Linked DNA regions of Bombyx mori: region 2 is linked to region 1. The links are chromatin contacts, called in public Hi-C maps. All regions are on one chromosome and are shown on one strand. Each heading gives the region's core, a stretch centred on a gene start, on an enhancer-like site or on the middle of the called end of the contact. The rest is flanking DNA. Distances are from core to core; before and after follow the strand shown.

Region 1 (5,588 bases), core at 1,965-4,464:
AAAAATAATATTGTATTGATGTTTTTTTTTTCTCATAGATGCAAATGAGACAGCTGACCAAACTATCACAAGTGACGTCCGCTCGAGAGGTTGACCATTTAAAATAATAATTCTGTACTCTATGGAAGCGGAGTGCTCGTGTGTGACGTCAGAATAGCGCTCTGGCTCGTTGTGCTTCTGCCATTGTCTATGGTCACGTACGGATAATGAAACAAGTATTTGGGGATCGGTTATGTTCTTGTGAATGTATAATGAGACTTATTTACTTAAATTTAAGTTCATAAATTTGTTAAATGCAGGTTTGTGTGTCATTATTTTTGGAGAGCAATGAGAGTAGGTAATTGTTTACGCTTTATTTCGTAATCATGAAGTTCCGATTTTCGCGCAGTTTCCGACCGGAAATCCAACTTAGATTGTGCGGTAAACAAATCAGGGACTAGTGGACTACTTAGCACATGAAATTGATCGAAATGAAGGTAGTAGCGTTTTATTTATTTTTTCCTTGCCCTCGTGGGCAGACGAGCGTGTGGTCTACCTGCTGGTTAAAGTCGCTTCTGTAGATCAGTAATGCTAGGGACAGAACCAAGTTCTACCTACCTCAGTGTGCTTAGTGCGAGTTTTAAGTTACGTTTAAGTAACGTTCTCGATAGCGTAAAAGTTAGTTCATATTTGTATGGATCGTTTGCGTGCGTTTGCCGCTAGGGGCGCTGTTCCAACTGCATACAAAATTGGCTTAACTTTTACGCTGTCGAGAACGTTATGAAACTCGCACTTAGCACACTGACTGCTCCCTGCAAGAAGAGTGTCCGTTTGAAGAAGGTCATAGCGCTTGGGAAACACCGCATATTTTTTTCAACGCTCTTCAAATCAAAAATAATATATTTCGTATGCTAATTAGTCTAGCTAAATCAGTTCACGATCGACTCCGTATTTATATGAATGCGCGATTCATTTTAATATTCAGGGCACATGTCGCGGGATAAGCTAGTTCGAGAACGACAAAAGAACGAGTTTTGTTCACAATAGAGATTTGTTATCCCAAGGTGCGTGCCCACGAGATAATCGGATACTGTGTTGTTCCAACTGGACCGCGCGTGACGAGACCAGACGAATCAATAATAAGGCCAATTGGCCTTCTCTATTTTATAAGGCACTCTGAATATTGTCGCTTTTAAGTGTTGGTTTAATGTTGAGTTCGATGTGTGTAAGATTTTGGAACTAAAACTGGTTAAGGGTAGAGCTTGTGACAATGGTTATGTTTTATTGTTTATGGAAAATGTTTTTATGCATAATATGCGAATTATAATATGTTTGTTTACGGAAAGTTTGAACGTCGTTTTCACGGACTTCTTTTTTTTCCTACCTAAGCTGTAGGTGAGCTCACGGGGCTCAAACCTGATGACGTTGCTAACACTAACCCTAACAAGAGCAGTGCTTCGCAGAATCTACCACCGGATCGGAAACGCGACCCACTGAGAAGATCCGGCGAGAAAGTCAGTGGGCTGTGTCTGTGGGTTGATTGACTCGCCGACCCTTTCGTCGCAAGCGACGGGTTCGACGAGAACGGTGACCGGTGCTTGAGGTACCTAAAAGCACCCTTAGTGGATCGGGAGGATCCGAAATGACGTGAACTGACTTCAAGACGTCTGATTAAGATGAACGCGCATCAAGGATCGATGACTAATTCTATAAGTTCGGTCTGACATAATGACCAGTATCGAAAGGATACAAAAAAAAATTTAATTAATTATTAGTTCGGTTTGTTAAAGAAGCGAATATAGAAGTTTGTAAACCACGGATATCTTTTTTTTTGTGATCATTACTGAACATGTTTTATTGGGTATTGATTTTACACAGTGAAATGTTTTTTTTCTTTTTTGAATACCTAATAATGATATAGAGATATTTGTAGAAAAAAAAAAACTCATTAATTAAACACCAAAACGATATCTTTGGAATATTATTTATATTTTAAATGAGGCGACTGCCGTACAGAAAGAGAAATCTGCGCTTTCTAGATTTGCTTTGTGCTCTAGCACGCGTTGCGTGACTTCCACCGAAGTGCACGTAAAATATCGGATATAATTTAAGGCAGGAGAATAGTTTTCAAAATAATAACTATCATATGTTTGTAAAAGGAGTAATCATTATCGTTCACAAAACACACTATCAGCAGAACGCAAATCAAATAGCTACGGAGCGAGCATGGACTCTCTCTTCAAGACCGGAATAAAAGCGTTAGAACCAAAAAAAAAACTATTATAAACCTCATCAACATTGTTTCTTCAAAAACAGTTGCCGGGCCACATATTATGCCGTACACGTGACCATAGATAGGTCAGAAGAGTAATAGAATGATGGTGCACAAATATAGGCAGGCAACATTTGAGATGAACGCATAATTTGGGCACAGCCTATACTAAAAGTAAAATAGTCGCCGTCAAATTTATAAGTTTGTACACTATTATGATTCTATTGTCAAAGACTATTTATTACACTTCTATAATCACAGATTTCGCCAGGTCTACACTTTAGACAAATAGTAATAAAGACAAACAATATATTATATTTAATCTATTCTCAATTTGACCACAGACTATAAACAATAAGAAAAATCTGACAATAAACAAATAGTATGCTCGCGTGTCTGTGTCAAATACAGGGTATCGTGTGTAATGTTTTTTTTATTCATTTAATGTATTTTACATACATAATTAAAAAAAAAATGGACATTTTGCACTACATCTCTATGTTCTCTATAAGTGTAGGAAATTTCATACTCTAATTTTCGTAATTTTTGTAAAAAGGGATACCTACAAAATTTTTGCGTCACATATTAATGTATAGATATTTATCCTTATTAATTCTTGTTAACTGCCAGTAACGTAGTGCTTAGTGTGTTCTTAATTTGATACTGGGTCATTGGTCTGCGAGGTTCAAACGCTGCGTGTTCTCGTCGAGTATCAATTACACATCTTTATGTGTTCCCTCGCTCAGTGGGAGGGAATTTATGTCTTTAGGTGCCCTTGTAATGGATACTGCCTACTGGGCGGGCACGTCCCGGCCAATCCTCCGATACTACTTTTATTTCCTATTAAAATCAAACTAAATAACTCTTATTCATATACGTTTAAAGTTAGTAATCGTTTGGCGTTTCGTTTCGTTGTTGTAACCGATATCCCTATTTGTGGATTTCCGGTGAACTATTATCACTCTTATTCGATGCGGTTAGATTTCAAAATTGCATATGCGGTTTTGGTATTGAAATCTTTGCTCTAGAATGTTAGTTGCGTGGGGGAATTTGAGTAGGTAGTTATATATTACGTATGTAGAATATATATTAGGTCTCACTGAGATATGTAGAATACATATTAGATCTCACCGAGATATTGGTTACGATGACGTATCGTGAATGACGCAACGTGATATCAGAATACAATGCCTTGCGAGGGATTGAATCAAGATAGGTAGTCGAAGCAATGCGATCTACCACTGCCTACATGATAAACAATAAAAAAAATGGTTAAAAAAACGCATTCTGCTATTTTTTAAATGAAGCACAAAAGGCAAAGGGGCCCCACGACATTTCTTGTGGACAGCCAACAGACAGAAGCACAAAAAAGCTCTTGAACACCATCACCTGTCGGAAGTTATTAGTAAATAAAAAGTAGATTATACTGATAACTTTAGCGCCCCTCCTACTGAATGTTCTTTAATTTTAAAATAAAACAACTCTATTTTTAGCTCCGTAAATGTACGCGGTAGGTACGTTCTGACTGCCCAACTGATGTTAAATGGTTATAGGATTATAATAACGCACCTTCAATTTATTTTATTACATGAGTTTACGCCTTTATCTTCGAGGTTGTTTACGAATACAATTAATATATGTGTGGAATTGGAAGCGAGGTGTGGTCGCATATGGTCGCACTAGTTCGTCGGGCGTATAGTATAGCTTCAAAGCTACCGTTATTTAAAATTATTAGATATAAAGCCGAGAATCGCGTGTACCATTGTAATAATTACATTCCATATTACTTTTTCACCCTAATTTTGTGTGACTGCGGCTGTATGATCACGCTTACTTAGGCGACTGACTCCATTCCTTTACATACACATTTATTGGGCACAATTACAAATTATTACGTTTTTATATCGCGTTGTTTCGATGTTTTTTTTTTGTTTTTTTTTTTACTTATGTGTTTGGCCTAGCTCACCACAATGTAAATGCCGCCAGCCACCTTGAGATATGAGTTCTAAGGTCGCAGTATAGTTACAACGGCTGCCCCACTCTTCAAGCCGAAACGTGTTACTACTTCACGGCAGAAATAGGCAGGGTGGTGTTACCTACCCGTGCAGACTAACAAGAGGTCCTACCACCAGTAAAAATTTTCATGGTTTTTTGTCGACAACTAACATAAATGGTTTATTGCTTAACATGTCGAACGTCAAAATTATGAAAAATCGAGTATTTTCATTCAGGCTACGGTGCTCACCTGCTCACCGGTGAACCTTATCTTACTAAACCTGTCGGGCCATGAGGATCCCTCGTGATGAGCCTTTTGAAATATCTAACCTAGACAGTAAGAATCGCTAATTTTTATCTTCAGTGTAGATTATCGCATTTTAAAAATTTTAGAATGAAAATCTCATGTTGATAAAAAGCTCTCAGATTTAGGCTTGGCCCGAATGGTCTACCTACATAGTACGTTAAGTCCAACGGCAATTTTTTTTTTTATTGCTTGTGGTCAATTGTAAATATGTCTGCGTTTGTAATTTTGTTACATATGTATGTGTGTAGGTATATGTGTGTTTTGAAATTCATTTTGGAACAGACTTTTTTTATTTTTATTGCTTAAATGGGTGGACGAGCTCACAGCACACCTGGTGCTAAGTGGTTACTGAAGCCCAGAGACATATACGACGTAAATGCGCCACCCACCTTGAGATATAAGTTCTAAGGTCTAAAGTATAGTTACAATCAATCCAATATGTTTATACGAAACATTAATATCCGGTAAATATCCGGTGTGTATTTTAGAGATTTAATACTAACGAAATAACTTCCAACGCCCATATTCTTTCATTATATTCCTGCTCAGCAGAGATGCGGCGTGGCTCTATGAATATTTACGACAAAATATTCGGAGAGTTCGTTCGTCAAATTCCGCAGCGCGATTCCCGAGCCCAGTTATTAACTTAACAAAACCAACAATAGTGATTAAATCGCGCGTGAACTAATAAAATAATAAGTCTCTCGCTCCTGACGCTTCTGAGTGTAGGAAAGGAGGGATTACATGTCTTTTTTTATACGTTGATATGTGTGTACAAATAAGGAAAGACCAGTTTATTAGGTACTTACTACATTAATTATATTTTTTTGGTTCTTCTTTTCTTCTTCTTAGTCGAATACTTCATTGCTGAAGGTCGTGTCCTTGAAAGCCCTTCGTGGCTCTTTGTACCCTCAGCTTCCATTTTTTTGGTTATCAATCTATTTTATTGACAAACTTTGTTATTGGCACTAATGCTACAAACATTTTTCCACGTTGAAATAGTTTTGAGGTGATAGTAATTTTGGTCGAATTTCG
Region 2 (5,588 bases), core at 1,063-3,562, 210 kb after region 1:
TAATATCTTTTAGAACAGTTTATTTAAAAAAATCCTTTATTCTAGTATCTCAACATTGCCAGGGCAATGAATGAACGGTAGGATTATCTGTCAGCCCTTCAAACGACTCTGACTCGAAGTACTTCTAATACCACCTTAGATAATAAAAGGTACGGTGTCCTAAATTTACATGTTTATTTGAAATTTAAAACTAAGCCTCTGTATCAAATAACATATAGGCACCTATATGTTTGTTTCATGGTAATCTAACTCCGGCATTATTGTGGTGATCCCGTGTCATTAGACGCCATCGAGGTAGGTTCCCGCCATTTTCGGATAATTTTCGCGCTCCAGCTAGGGCTGTTAAATAAATTAAAATTAAATTTTAAAATCATATTAATTTAGTTTACGTGAAGAGAAGGCATTCTTCGATGTGATCTCTAATACGAGATGCATAGATTCACCGGCTAGAGGGCAAATTATGACATCACACGGGTAAATAGCACCCATGTGCCTATAATAGATATTACGGTCTCATACAATCCATACGTTCGTTTGAAGGGCAAGATAGCAATTTTACAATACAATTTAGACATCAACCTAATATCCCAGTCCTTTGTGATGTCTATAAGCTGCACTTTTAACGAAACGTAGTTTTAGCGGGTCGCGATTTCGTTCCGGTAGTTGATCCACTCGCGAATCAGCTACCATTTAAATAACGTAAGTAGACCTAATTAGAACAACCTAATTAACTTTATTACCAATTCTAGTAAAAAACAAAGCGAACAACCCTACGATAAATGATGACATCCAACTCTGGTATTGTTACTGGAACTGTAATTACCTTTGTGAGTTGATCCCGGTGCCCGGTAAACGTTGTTTAGTCGAGCTAGTACTAGATTTAGTGGCTCAAATTAAATGACCTCTATTTACCTTCCTAAATTGTAATTTTGTGATATTTATAAATAGACAGCACATTTGCATGAATTAAACTTTGTGTTATCGATCTTTAATTTTTAAAACGGTAATATTCAAAATCTGGTAACCAATTTTCGTTTCAGTGATACATATTAAATCCAATTTCTAACTAATGATGGCAGTATTCTAAGCGGCAATATAAATGTAAATATATCAAGACATAAAATACCCGAAAAGCGGAGTTTTCTCGTTAAATATAATTGAATATTTACAGACCATAGTATTTCAGTACCTGTAAACTAAAAACAAGGACCATACTGACATCTGTTGTCAGTTGCCAATGTACTTTAAAACTCTAGTTTTTATGTTTATTGACCCATAATGGGCGATAGATGTCGCTCAAAACAAAAAAGAAGTTTTGTTTACAATTTTTTCCCTGTTGAAAAATCAGCCGTACGTACTTGTGTACATTTATTAAATATTTTCTATGCGAATTATGGATATTTTACCCCTAACTTATTGGCCAAACTATAATCAGTCTATTTCGACTTTTTAGCGGGAACGTGAGGAGTGAAGTTGTGTGATATTTTGTTTTATTTTGTCTATTTAGTTTTTCTTCAGGTTTAAATGTATAATAACGGTGATTTATTAACTGTTTAATATCTGTGACAGTGCACAAATGTGGGAAAATGAAACAAAGCCGCTGGACGTAACTTCTCGGGATCCTCCAAAAAGTCTGAAAGAATCTCAGTGAATGACCACTATTTTACTGAGATTATATTTCATCCCATATCATTTCATCTCATTTCCTTTCATTTCATCCCAGTTGATTGATGCCTCAAATTAATCATCTTCATTTCATTTCACTTCATATTATCAATTATATGCTTCAGAATCCCAAACAGACAAATACGGTGATGATATAAAGATCGCGGTACCAGACCATAAAATGTACAAAAAAATAGGACCATCACGAAGAAATACATCGATGTTTCACGCCAAACAAATGTTTTGAATGTATCGATTAGAAACATAAATATAATAATATTATATAATAATGTAATGTATTGTGTTTATTAAATAAATATGGTTATGATAGTAAAAGAGAAAAGAAAGAGAAAATCATTTGTTTGAATCAAATCATTTTTTAGGTTTTTACTAAGATAGTTTTTAAATGTGCGAAATTTATCTATTCGGAAACTGAATGGGTAGTTTTCAACTATTACAATGAAGGCAATCAAACGTTGAAAGAATGCGAATTTGGCATTGTAATCTAAATTGTAATGAAATATGTATTTGTATTAGTGACACTATGATTGTAATTGAATTGATGCGATGAATCGAGTAATGAGATTTGTGGCACGCAAAGGATCGATTAAAAGTAAATCAACATTCGACAACACTATTGTAGACATTAGGTCCATAGATTAGGTATACACCTTAGGTAGATAATACACGACTCTATGATACACGACGTTGGGTGTTTACATAAACAATCAAAACAAAATAAATTAAAATTATTCTTATTAAATAACCTAAACGGATAATGATTGGTGTTAAAATGAATACATTCAACGACAATTCGGCGGAGCCTGAACAAGATGCAAATTCAGCATTGACCGAGCTCGATAAAGGTAAATATAACCTCTACTAATACCTAGAAAACTTTTATTTAAAAAACAAAATAAAAAATGTTTTTTTCTCCAGGCCTACGGTCGTGCAAAGTAGGAGAGCAATGTGAAGCCATCGTCCGGTTCCCTCGTCTTTTCGAAAAATATCCTTTCCCTATATTAATTAATTCATCTTTTCTTAAATTGTCTGACGTTTTTCGTATGGGTAACAATTTTTTGAGACTCTGGGTTTTGAGAGTCTGTCAACAAAGCGAAAAGCACCTAGATAAGATTCTGAACGTAGACGAGTTCTTAAGGAGGATCTTTAGTGTTCTACACTCAAACGATCCGGTGGCTAGGGCTCTCGCTCTGAGAACGCTTGGTGCAGTAGCAGGTATTATCCCAGAGCGCCAGAATGTACATCACGCAATCCGAAGGGGCTTGGATAGCCATGACAATGTTGAAGTTGATGCTGCTATATATGCTACTACTAGATTTGCTGCCCACTCCAAGTAAGTGCCGTCATAAGCTGCAAAAACTGTCATTGAGGCAAAAATTTAATCTGTTAACCAAATAGGTACTTAATAAAAAGTATCCAATGCATCCAATGCAATGGTAGGCAGCGGTTTGGCTCAGCCCCTGGCATTGCTGAAGTCCATGGGCGACGGTAACCGCTCACCATCAGGTGGGCCGTATGCCCGTCTGCCTACAAAGGCAATAAAAAAAAAAAAATCCAAACCATAACTAAGTATTACTAATTACCAGAAGTATAAACTGCTTATTTAATTGTCTCTCAAACTTTTAAATGCATATTTTGTACTTGTATTTTCTCATATTGTGATGTGTTTTAGTTCATTCGCAGTAGCCATGTGCAATAAGCTATCAGATATGGTGGAAAGTGAGGGCACTGCTGCTGAGAGACGAGCAAAACTTGTCAGAGCCCTGAGGACCGTTCATGGTGGAGGTAATCAGGAATTTTACTAGTTACCTACCTTTATTCAAATTAATTTCTTTATTCTTAAACATGTATAAAAATAAAGTTGATAAACCAACCACCTAATAAGTAATTTAGAATTACACTTAACCTTTTTTTTTTGTTTTCTAGCAATCAGAGCACAAGGAGTTTTGAAATTATTGAGATCATTGTTAGACAAGTTTCCTTCGTCAAGTTCGGTGCGAGCTTCAATCACTGCACTCACACATATAGCTTCAGATACAGTGGTTCATGTTCCTGATCAGGTAAGAATGATTCATTATATGATTATAAAAAGTCACTGCAGAAGCACAAAGTGAAGCCCTGATCAGACGTGGTTACCATAACTTATAGGCTTAGCAATGTTTAGTGCAGTATCAAATCACTGCTTAAGGAGTCATTTTAAAGCTCATAAGAAGAAAGATGCATTCATAGTGTTCGGACTACAATCAAGCTTATTACTTCACTATAACATTACTAGGTCTATTAAAAACTTCAGTGCTTTTAATGTTATAGGTTGAACTACTGCTAAATATAGCCATGAATGACGCCCGATCAGCCGTACGTCGTTCCGCACTGCTTGGCCTCAAGAAGTTGGCTGAGAATGCAGCTCTCTGGCCCGCACACTGTATACAGAACCTGGTCAGAGCCGCTAGCGATAGTCGAGACACTGACCACACTATGCTGTGCCTTCGAGTAATGCAGGTAATAACAATAAGATATCTCACTGTGCTTTATTTAATTGAAAAAAGGACTCACTTAAAAGTATTAATTATAATTGGTAAAATGCATGTTTTTATTCAAGGAGATTACATGACAATTTATCCTTCTAGATTCTGGTGCAGTGCCCAGCAGTGTGCGCCACGGCAGGGTGTCCTCAGCGCGGCGAGTACAGTGCCCTGAGGCAGTACTGCAGTGAAGCCGCTCTCAGTGCTGACTTGAAGCAAGCCGCAACCGCTGCGGATGTCCTCACCAGGATCGTTGTTCATTGGTGACTATTCATAATTTTTTTTATTGCTTTAAATCGGTGAACGAGCTCACGGCCCACGTCTATAGAGAAATCTACAACGTAAATGCCGCCACCCACCTTGAGACATGAGTTTGATGCATTCAAACCGAAACGCATTACTGCTTCACGGCAGAAATAGGCAGGGTGGTGGTACCTACCCATATGGACTTACAAGACATCCTGCCACCTGTTAAAATGTATAATGACTAGCATCTTCCAGGTCATCTCTTAGGCTCTTGGTTACTAAACGAGGGCATAAATAAACAAATCTGTTTACTTTGTTGAGATATGGCTGTATGGAACCTATTATCGTACAAAGTTAAATATCACTAATATACCTTGAACTACTATTACCTTGAAATCTCAATTTCAATATACATATTAGAAAAACATTTTGTGATCTGTGATATAAAAATTATTGCTAGTGCCCGAAATTTAACAACAAAATATACCTTTCAGTACCTATTCTCTAAAGCCAAAAGGAAAACTCATATACACATACTATTTTTGTGGATCACATGACTGAACAAGGATAGCAAACATAAATGTCATCTGATACTTTTAACTGTCCCATAAAAAAACATTATAAATACACTTGTAATTGAAAATTTGGTTGCACTTAAAGAAGCTATAAGTATTTTAATTCAATGCGTGAACAAATAAAGCACTAGTTTTTAAAGGCCCTTTTTGTTATCAGGCAACATTTACATATTACCATTCTATAAAAAAAAAAAATGCTAACGGGTGATGGAGCAATTTATCTTACTCTAGTAACTTTCATAATAAAATATATCTTTGCACAAGCTTTTGTATTTCACATGGACTTTTGTAACATCAAAAACAAATATTGACTGCAACATACACCATGTCAGGCTGTCTGTCAGCATTCAGCATTTTTTAATGTCTTGTAGCTATGAAGAATGTCTTCCGGTGGAAGGTTCAGATCTGATGCTGGCTCTGGAGTCCCTGGTGATAGCGGCAGGGGCTGATAATGGGCAGAATATAAAGTCACTCAGGGTTGCGCTTAGGTGTTTGGTAAGTCATAAATGAGAAAGAAAGGTGTTCGACAATTATATCTCTGATTAAATACGCACCCTTC

The links. Hi-C and Micro-C count contacts between places; a contact is called where the count stands out from the background.
Region 2: a Hi-C map of whole pupa shows a contact between it and region 1, with 2.6 times the contacts expected there. The contact joins the promoter of LOC101743087 here to the enhancer-like site in region 1. A contact is called at or near these places in 2 of 7 Hi-C or Micro-C datasets (midgut and whole pupa).

What each region holds. Positions count from the first base shown.
Region 1 is chr23:14,458,182-14,463,769 of ASM3026992v2, forward strand. No RefSeq gene overlaps it. Among protein-coding and RNA genes, the nearest start is that of Mir3256, 10 kb to the left of the region's middle. Within about 2 kb of position 3,215, at least 7 of the 8 cell types and tissues checked have open chromatin away from gene starts, as enhancers often do.
Region 2 is chr23:14,669,790-14,675,377 of ASM3026992v2, forward strand. It overlaps LOC101743087 (integrator complex subunit 7), which reads left to right and starts at 2,313. Exons shown (of 17, transcript XM_012694389.4): 1 at 2,313-2,531; 2 at 2,605-3,019; 3 at 3,359-3,471; 4 at 3,613-3,746; 5 at 3,997-4,185; 6 at 4,314-4,471; 7 at 5,401-5,524. The coding sequence starts at 2,444. LOC110385996 (a long non-coding RNA gene) reads right to left here and starts at 1,220. Exons shown (of 2, transcript XR_002431241.3): 1 at 1,127-1,220; 2 at 1-339. LOC134201108 (a long non-coding RNA gene) reads left to right here and starts at 1,210. Exons shown (of 2, transcript XR_009976297.1): 1 at 1,210-1,350; 2 at 1,791-2,019.